2 separate regions of the Mus musculus genome follow, and region 1 is linked to region 2. A link is a contact called in public promoter capture Hi-C data. All regions are on one chromosome and are shown on one strand. Each heading gives the region's core, a stretch centred on a gene start, on an enhancer-like site or on the middle of the called end of the contact. The rest is flanking DNA. Distances are from core to core; before and after follow the strand shown. Region 1 overlaps Tmcc1 (transmembrane and coiled coil domains 1). Region 2 overlaps Raf1 (v-raf-leukemia viral oncogene 1).

The links. Capture Hi-C pulls out chosen DNA fragments and counts their contacts.
Region 1: a contact with region 2 is called in a promoter capture Hi-C map of adipose tissue. The contact joins two enhancer-like sites. A contact is called at or near these places in 1 of 39 promoter capture datasets (neutrophils), 1 of 115 datasets of contacts at active chromatin or transcription factors (pancreatic cancer cells) and 1 of 9 other capture datasets (adipose tissue).

The regions. Positions count from the first base shown.
Region 1 is chr6:116,105,374-116,109,633 of GRCm38.p6, reverse strand. All of the region lies in intron 3 of Tmcc1 (transmembrane and coiled coil domains 1), which reads left to right. Among named protein-coding and RNA genes, the nearest start is that of Tmcc1, 86 kb to the left of the region's middle. Within about 2 kb of position 1,718, at least 268 of the 459 cell types and tissues checked have an H3K27ac peak or open chromatin away from gene starts, as enhancers often do. A contact at or near this core is called in adipose tissue, where this site is marked.
Region 2 is chr6:115,664,418-115,668,733 of GRCm38.p6, reverse strand. The region is part of intron 1 of Raf1 (v-raf-leukemia viral oncogene 1); the gene reads left to right. Among named protein-coding and RNA genes, the nearest start is that of D830050J10Rik, 9.4 kb to the left of the region's middle. Within about 2 kb of position 1,958, at least 95 of the 459 cell types and tissues checked have an H3K27ac peak or open chromatin away from gene starts, as enhancers often do. A contact at or near this core is called in adipose tissue, where this site is marked.

The DNA.
Region 1 (4,260 bases), core at 469-2,968, 440 kb before region 2:
TAAGATTCTTATTCTCTCCCTTTTTATTTACCCAGTGCTACCCAGTGCTGGATGCTTTAACAGTGAACTTAATCTCTAGTCTCCTCCCCTCCTCTGTTCATGATTGATACCTAATGTGTACTGTCTGTTGTCTTTTGACATTTTTTTTTTACCTGGTTCCATTTCTATTTTTGAATAGAAAGAATCTTAAAACTGTAATATGGGCTTGGTTTTAGATCACCATGTTTCCTGACACACATGTTCGTTCTCTCTCTCTCTCTCTCTCTCTCTTTCTCTCTCTCTCTCTCTCTCTCACACACACACACACACACACACACACACACACCTCTTTCCAAGCAGACTATTTTTTCCTTTTCCTTGGTGACAGGATCTCACTGTACAGTCCAAATTGACTTTAGCTCATGATCCTCTCTGTTCCATCTCCTGAGTGTGCTGGGATTAGAGGTGATGGGTCACCAAGTTCAGCTCCAGAGACTATTTCATTTTCTGTGAGAAGAAAAAGCAATTTCTGCAGAAGTTCACTCTAAGCCAACTAACTTTGCACTTTGAAATTATTTTAATCCAGTATGCCTCAACCTTGCTAATGCTGCTCTACCCCTTTAATACAATTTCTCATATTATGGTGACCCCCCAAGCATAATTTTCATTGCTACTTAATAACTGTAATTTCACTATTGTTATAAATCATGATGTAATAAATATCTGATATTCAGGATATTTGATATGTGACCCCGTGAAAGGGTCTCACAATCCCCAAAGGGGTCATGACCCACAGGTTGAGAACCACTGTTTTAATCTGTTTGTTTCAGATTCAGGTTATTTTGCATACTCTACATCATAAATATGGGCCATTTTCCACTATTAGTCATAGTTGCTCTAAGTTGTTACTTTTAAGCTTTGAAACTTATATTATTTTTTTAAGCAGGAAAACCCTTTTGTATTTATGACTTTTAAGAGGCAAGATTTATGTTTTTGGAGCCTGCCTTGGTTTAAATTTGGTGTAACTTGTCAGTGATGTCAAAGATACTATGTCTCTGTAGAATGAGATGAGAGCATCTTGCATTCTATTTGTAAGTAATTGGAAGCCAGTGCAGGGAACTGGAGTAATTAAGAATAGCCTTGCAAGAAACTTGATTTTGTTTTCAAATTAATTTTTCCACTTTTCTTGACTGAAGAATATAATAACATATAATAATTATATTGAGGTTTTAGAGAAGGTTCCTAATTTGTCTGAAAAGTCCTCTAGCACAAACTTGAAAGGGATGTTTTGAGAAGTCAGTGGGACAGTAGATGTGACTTCTGATTGTACATCTGGAGTTTACACCTACCAAAGCCACAAACCTAGTACAGGTCCTAGTCCTGCACACAGAAATAGAGAGCACTGTAGGCACTAAACCCGTGGATACCAAGTTCTGTCCTCATTTGGAAGAAGAGGCTGGCTCATTTAGAGGAAGAAGAGTGGCCAGCGATCTTTGGATCTCCCCTGAGGTTGTCACTTTCCGTTTCCCTTTATTTGAATAGATGCACTCTAAGCTGGTCTATTTGATTTGTGCGCCAGTTTTTTAAAATACTTTGTTCCAACAAGAGAGGCATTCACCTCTGGAGGCCGCCTTACCCTTTAACTTGAGCCCGGAGTTGTAGTCACCGTCCAAGTATGCTCCCTGCACCTGACATTCCTTCCCACTGGAGCCTTTCGGTGAATAAGAGGAAAGGCTCGGCCAATTATACTAGACAAAGCCGCACAGCTGCGAGTCAGCTGGGAGGAGTTTCCGTTTGGAGCTGGAGCTGGTGGCGGCTGGCGCTCCCACCTCCTTTTTCCCCCTCGCCACCATCCCCTTCTATTCTCAGGGATTACCTGGGTGGAGGCCGGGCTCTGACTCTCGAACCGGGCAGCAGATGCTGCCATACCGGCAGGTGCCACCCACCTCTAGCCTCCGCCTCAAGAGCAAAGACCGGAGGCTCAGGTGGTACCCGGCACCCTGCCTGAAGGTTGGCGGGAGGGGAAGGGGTGGTCCTTACGGCTGGACCCTCCAGCTGACACAGGAAGTGCGGGGAGAGCCTGGCACTGGGCTGGGATCCGCCCCGCCTGCCGCTCCTAGGCTGTGCTGTCTCCGCAGAACAATGAAGTGCTTCCAAGTTTGCTGAGACTCCTGGGGAATGCATCGAACTCTGTCAGCCTTCAAATGTGCCGCCAGTGACTTCCCCCAAGAAGCTGTGTTTTAATAAAAGAAGAAAAAGACACCCTTTCTGGGTAGATCGCTTTGTTAGGAGATCCTCACGACCATGGTCCAGCGCTTTAGCCTCAGGCGGCAGCTCTCCAAGGTGGGTCAGTTTTCTGGTGTGTCTTACTGGGAACTCTGGCTTCTGCAGGGTTTCCTTTTTTGATGGGACTTTTATGTCAAGCCTGCCTTTCTCTGGTGCTAAGGAAGGTCTGGGGAGGAAGCTCTGCCTTTTGTTCTTTGATCTGATGGACACAAAGCTGAAGGTTGCCTGCACTGCCAGCCCCAGGCTGTATGCCCCTAAAACTGTAGCTGTCATCTTCAAATCTGGACCAACTTGTCATATTTACCCCTGACAGTTTCAGAAGAATGTGGGTAGGTAGTAATTGTAGGTCAGATGTATATATTTAATTAGCAAAATAATAGCTTGTAAATCAACAGAAGAAAGCCTGCCTGCTCTGTGGAATCAGGACTTTCATACAAATTTCACTAAACTCAAAAAAAAAAAAAAAAAAAAAAAAAAGCACAAAACAGTTGAAGAAGCCAAAAGCCACAGGAAAATCTTAAAGGTGAGGGGTTGTGTAGAGACTTAGATACCTAGTAGAGTGTGTAGGAAGCCTTCCAGGGAAGCTGGTGGAGCAGCTCTTTAGAGAGTTCTAAAAAGTCAGTTTCACGGAACACTTTCAAATATAAAATAAAAAAGTGTAGTGCCCTTTAAGAAAAGGTAGTTTTTATCGGTGGGCTCTCGTGGGTGCGGGCCCGTATGTAGTTTTAGCTCTATCCTTAGTTAATGCAGAGGCTGTGTGGAAAGAGAAGGTAAGAGGTGAACTTTATTTCAGAAACCATTGTGTTCTTCATAGGCTTTATTTTAAAGACATGGCAGTTGGTGGCTAAATTGTGCCACAGTTCATTCCCTGTAGACAGAAGTATAAACAAACAGTCCATCTGTAGACATTCTTAACTTTTTTTGACTGATAATCAGAATTATCAACCTTGCAATGTGTTAGGATCCTGAGAGGAAATGTTAGCTGCCCACAGGTGACAGCAGTGTGACTGAAGCAGAAGGAGCTCCACACTTGCCCAGCCTCAGCTGTGTGAGCCTCATGTGTCAACCTGGCGGGGACTTTAGGAATATTGAAATGTGTCTTCCATCCTGTGTGCCTGCATGTGGAGGCACAGAAGGCCGCCATTTCTCCTAAACAATATGAAGAAGAATCCTGTGTTATTCCTTCAGTATTCTTTAGTGGTGTATTTTCAAAGATTTGGTACATGTAATAAGTAGATGCTATAGGGATTTTTGTGACACTGCTGCATAGGAAAGTCTTAACAGCTAAGGCCAAACAATAATCACTTAACTAGAATATAACTCTATTCTGGATATTTTGCTGCTGATGCTTCTCTCCAGGTTATTATTTTTAGCTTTAACTACTCCTCAGTGATTATTGTGTGTTACTGTGACGTACTTACACAGGGGCACTTAGGGGTAGGAGCACGGTCTACGTAGAATCAGGGACGGGAAGAAAGCACAGTCTACATATAATTGGTGAAGGATGGGTGCACAGTCTACTATAGAGAATCAGGGAAGGGATGGGAGTACAGTCTACATAGAATCAGGGTGAGCAGAGCAGTTCTTCCACTCACCTTAACGGTGTTTTCAGTTCTTGTTATAAATGGTTGTGAAAAAGCCTTAGGGAATGTGTGCCCTTGATTCAGTGGTATTCAGTGGTGAGCACCATTTGTAAGGCACTTTGAGCATGAGGAAGAACCTGAATAGAATGTCACTGAATTTTTCCCATGCTCACTGAGATTTAAAGACCTCACTACCTCTGCTCTACCATACAAGTAGTTTTGCTAATCAAAAAGAATCGTGTACAAGAATATAATTTTCTTAATATCTCAGTGTTTTAATAGGAATTTGTGTCAGAAAATTTGTGGAAGGAAATATTTGTAAAGGTTTGTGGTGGATTTAACCTCCATGTCTATTGATCCTGAATTCACTTGCCATGTGATTCCTGTAGACTATTCATTGTTCACCGATGGG
Region 2 (4,316 bases), core at 709-3,208:
GACATGTGTACATGGTCAGAGGACAGTTTGCAGGAGTATATTTTCCTACCAAGTGGGTCCTCAAGATCAAACTGAGGTTATCAGACACTGTGGCAAGTGTCATTGTCTGCTAAGCCATCTTACTGGTCCTATTCTATGCTGGGTAATCACAGGCTGGCCCTGAGTCCATATTCATCTTTCTGCTTTAGTCTCCTGAGTGCTGGGATTCCAGGTATTGTGTTATCATGTCCACCAACACTAAGCTTATGTGTGGATTTTTTGAGCAGAGATCTTTTGTAGTTGACGTTGTCCTGTAGCTCTAGCTGAGGATGACCTTGAACTCCCAAACGTTTGCCTTCATCTCGGGAGTGCTGAGATTCCCCATGTTCTCCATCATCGTTCTGTTGATTCTGTACTGAGTGATGAGGAAGAATATCATGTGGTGGAGGCTACTTGCCTCACGGTAAACAGGAAGCAGAAACAGGGGCCCTGGGACAAGCTAGAGCCCCTAAGAACATGCCCTTGGTGACCTACTCCCTAAAATTTTCAGAATTTCCCAAGAGCACCCCACTAGCTGTGAACTAAACCTTACTGTAAGAGCCTTTCAGCAGAGATGGAAGCATACTTCATATCCAAACCATTACAGCTGCTTCCATTTTCCTTTAAATTGATATAAAGTTCTGGCTAAGTGGTGTGGGCTGGCTTCAAACTCTCATTTTTGAGCTCTTGTTCCTCTTGCCTCAACTTTCTAAGTTCTAGGGTTACAGGTGTAATGTGATAGCATTTGCATGAGAAACAATTTTTTAAAAATCATTATTGTATAGGGCAACTTTTAGGAGTCAGTTTTCTTATTTTATGATGTTAGACCTGGGGATTGAACTTGGGTAGTCAGGCTTGGCAGCAAGTTCCTTTACCTGTGGATCTGTCTTGCTGGTATGAGAACGGTTACTTTTTCATTCATTCACTTATTTATTTAGAAATAGGATCTCACTGTGTATCCCTTGCTGGCTCAAATCTTGCAGTTTAGAACAGACTGTCTTTGAACTCAGAGATCCACCTGCCTTTGCCTCCTGAGTGCTGGGACTAAAGGTGTGCATTACCATTCTGCAAAAGACTAGTTTTTAAAACTACTTGTTGTGTATGTAAGGTTTGCCACAAAAATGTCTGATTTTAATGTGAAATGAAGTCATTAGTGTTTCTGTCTGGTGAGCCTGAGTGAGATAACATTGGCTTTTGCTGCTCCTGTTCTCCTCAGACTGTCACTTTAGCTTCTTATTGTGGGCATCAGACTTTGCACATTGTATATTTAGGTATTTGTGCTAATGTTCGACTTTGTAATTTGTTCATTTAAAAATTATTAGCTACTACCTAAATGAAGAAGTAGTTACTGATTTGGAGATGAAAAGAAAAGCTGAGTTTAAAAACAGTTCAAAGCCACAGTTTTGGCTGTACCGTTGACAATCACTCTGAGCAGTCAGACTCTGAGATAGAAGGACCACAAAAGTGCAAGACCAGCCTAATCTACACAGTGAAACTCAAGATCAGTCAACTAACCAGCCAGCCAGCCAGCCACTGGCTATCCAAAACAGTTCAAAAGATTTAAAGAGGATAATGAAAAAACTCATTTTGTGGTGAGGTAAAAATGAAATTGGTCCCAGGCACCTTTCACTGTGGACTGATTGTTTCTGAACTACCTCATACTCAGTTTGCATTTTAGAATCAGTTACACTTCAAAACAACAAAATCTGCTTCTCATACTTGGGTATCGAATCTTCGCTTGCTAACATTTAGAAGGGTAGACTGGTCCATTTCTTTATGTAAGCCTGTGTCGGCCAGTCATCTGATGAAGTCACCAGTTTGTGGCCAGAAATTGAGAAAGAGTTGATGAGGAAACTCAAAATATTGACACATCCTGACCAGCTTGCAGTGCATGAGACTGCCCTTTTGGACTGGTTGAGAAATGGTAGCATAAGCCTTGTGCAAACGAGACCATTGCTGTTTTCTAGCTGGGATGAGATGAGAATCAGAACAGCTCATGTTTGCTCAGCAGAAACTTTGTGAGGCCCCTCCCCCCAGAATGTATGCTCAATTGCAGTGGTATCTTCAAACTGATTACTAGAGTTTTGGCTTCGTAGGTGTACATGTCCAGAACATTTTATTTTTTTAAATGTGATTTTATTTAGTTAGGCTCCTTTAAAAACTGTTTTTATAATTGTGTTCATGTGGGTTCAGGTGCCTGCATATCTCTCTCTCTCTGTCGCTCTCTCTCTGTCTCTGTGAAATCACTCTGTAGACCAGGCTGGCCTTGAAATAAGAGGTCTGTCTACCTCTGCCTCCTGAGTCCTGGGATTAAAGGCGTGTTCACCACTGTTCCGCAGTGTTTGTTATTTTAAAATTATGTGTCTCTGTGTAGGTTGTTAGTGCAGGTGCTGGTGGGTGCCTTGAGGACATTTGATCTTCTGGAGCTGGAGTTACAAGTGGTGGTGAGCTACCTACCTAACAGGGGTGCTCGGGCTAAGCTCTAGTCCTTTGCAAGAGCAGCAGCAAATGATCTTAACCACTGAACCAGCTCTTCAGTTCCCAGAGCCTTTTAAAAATTTTGAGAAGCGGAGAGATGGCTCAACAGTTAAAGAACATTAACCAACCTTCCATAGGATGAGGTTTGACTCCCAGCTCCCACCCGGTGTCTCACAACCATGGGAATCCAGACATACATTCAGCCAAAACACCATACACTTAAAAATAATTAAGAAAAGAATTTGGAGATAATCTGCAAACAAGAATGGACATGATGATGTATAATTGATACAGAGGAGATTCAGAATTCTCCAGGTAATGTGAGCAGATGGTTTATAGGCTCACAGTTGGTCAGCCCTTATTTCAGAACCTGGAGCTCTTTTGGAATAGGTAACATTGTTAGGTAGCTAACTCAGGAAATCTACTCAGGAGTAGTTTCTGATCAATAGAGCCATCACTGCTTCTATAACAAAGAACAACGGCATATCATTTGGTAGCTTATGCTAATAGTTTGCTTTCTCTGTAATCTTAAAAGACTAAGAAACATGTCAGGCTGCGTAGATATTCATACTGTAATCCCAGCAGTGAATATGAAGGAAGGAGGGTTGGTATTTCAAGGCCGACCTGGGCTAGACAATCAGGCCCTGTGTTAACAGAGCAAGGGCTGGGGATATAGCTCTGTAGTAGAGCACTCACCCTGAGCTTTATTTTCCAGCTCCTGGGTTGTGGGGCACAGCATGGTGACACTAGACATGTACATGTCAAGTAGAAGAGAAAGCAACACAGGTATCCTGCCAGAAGTTCACTTAGCTCTTATTACCTTATTTTGTCTTCTGCTTTCAAGTCAACTAGAAACTGGCCACAGCATGTAACATTGTAGCACAATTGTAACTTTAGGACGGTGCCCAGTTTTTCCAACAAGTAGGAATTTCTTTGTCTTGACTAATCTTTAGAACTAGTCATGGTTTGTAGTTGAGCAGTCTTGTGATTACATGGGGATTTATTTTACCCAACCTACATTTATTACCACCTATGAGGAAATTTTTTCTGTAATAAAGATAAAAAAGAATGATAACACAAAGTTTTCATGTATGCATGTACACAATGACTTAATAGACATTTTAATCTCTACAATATATTTGCAGATTGTTAGCTGCATAAATAGAAGTTCATAATTTTAATGTATCTTCTTTCATTTAATGGCTAAGAAGAAGGAAGGGCCAAATTGGAAAGCTTGGGAGGATGACTGCTAAGAGAACTACAGATTGCTAATGACGTGTCAGCTATAGTCTGTATTTTCTGTTCTGTCACACGTCCTATAAATTACTCCAAAGTAGTAGAATACTAGCATCATTACATAATAATTACCTCAAGTCCAGATGTATATAAAATTTATATCATTTAAGTCAATACTACAGTAGATCAGTAATGTAAAGCCTGAGGACCCGATTATTATTTTTCATATATCCGTTGTGCATAGTCCTGGGTCTCACCAATTTGTTTGTTTAACTCTTAAGTTGTTCCCTGTTTTTTTAAAGCTTGACTTTTTCTTTGTATTCTTTTTCAGGTGTAGGTAATTAAACTTCAGGCCTTATCTGTGCTAGGCAAGATTTTGACCATGGAGTTATTTCCTAGCCCCAAATTTTACTTTTTCTTCGTCTAAAGAAGAGATAAGAAAAATACTTGCTTGATGGTGGTGGTGGTGGTGACGATGACTTGAAGCAGGTCTCACTATGTAGTTATGTCTGCTCTGTAACTTATCATCGTAGACCAGTCTGGTCCTGAATCAGGGCCACATGTCACCATGCTTGGCCCTGACT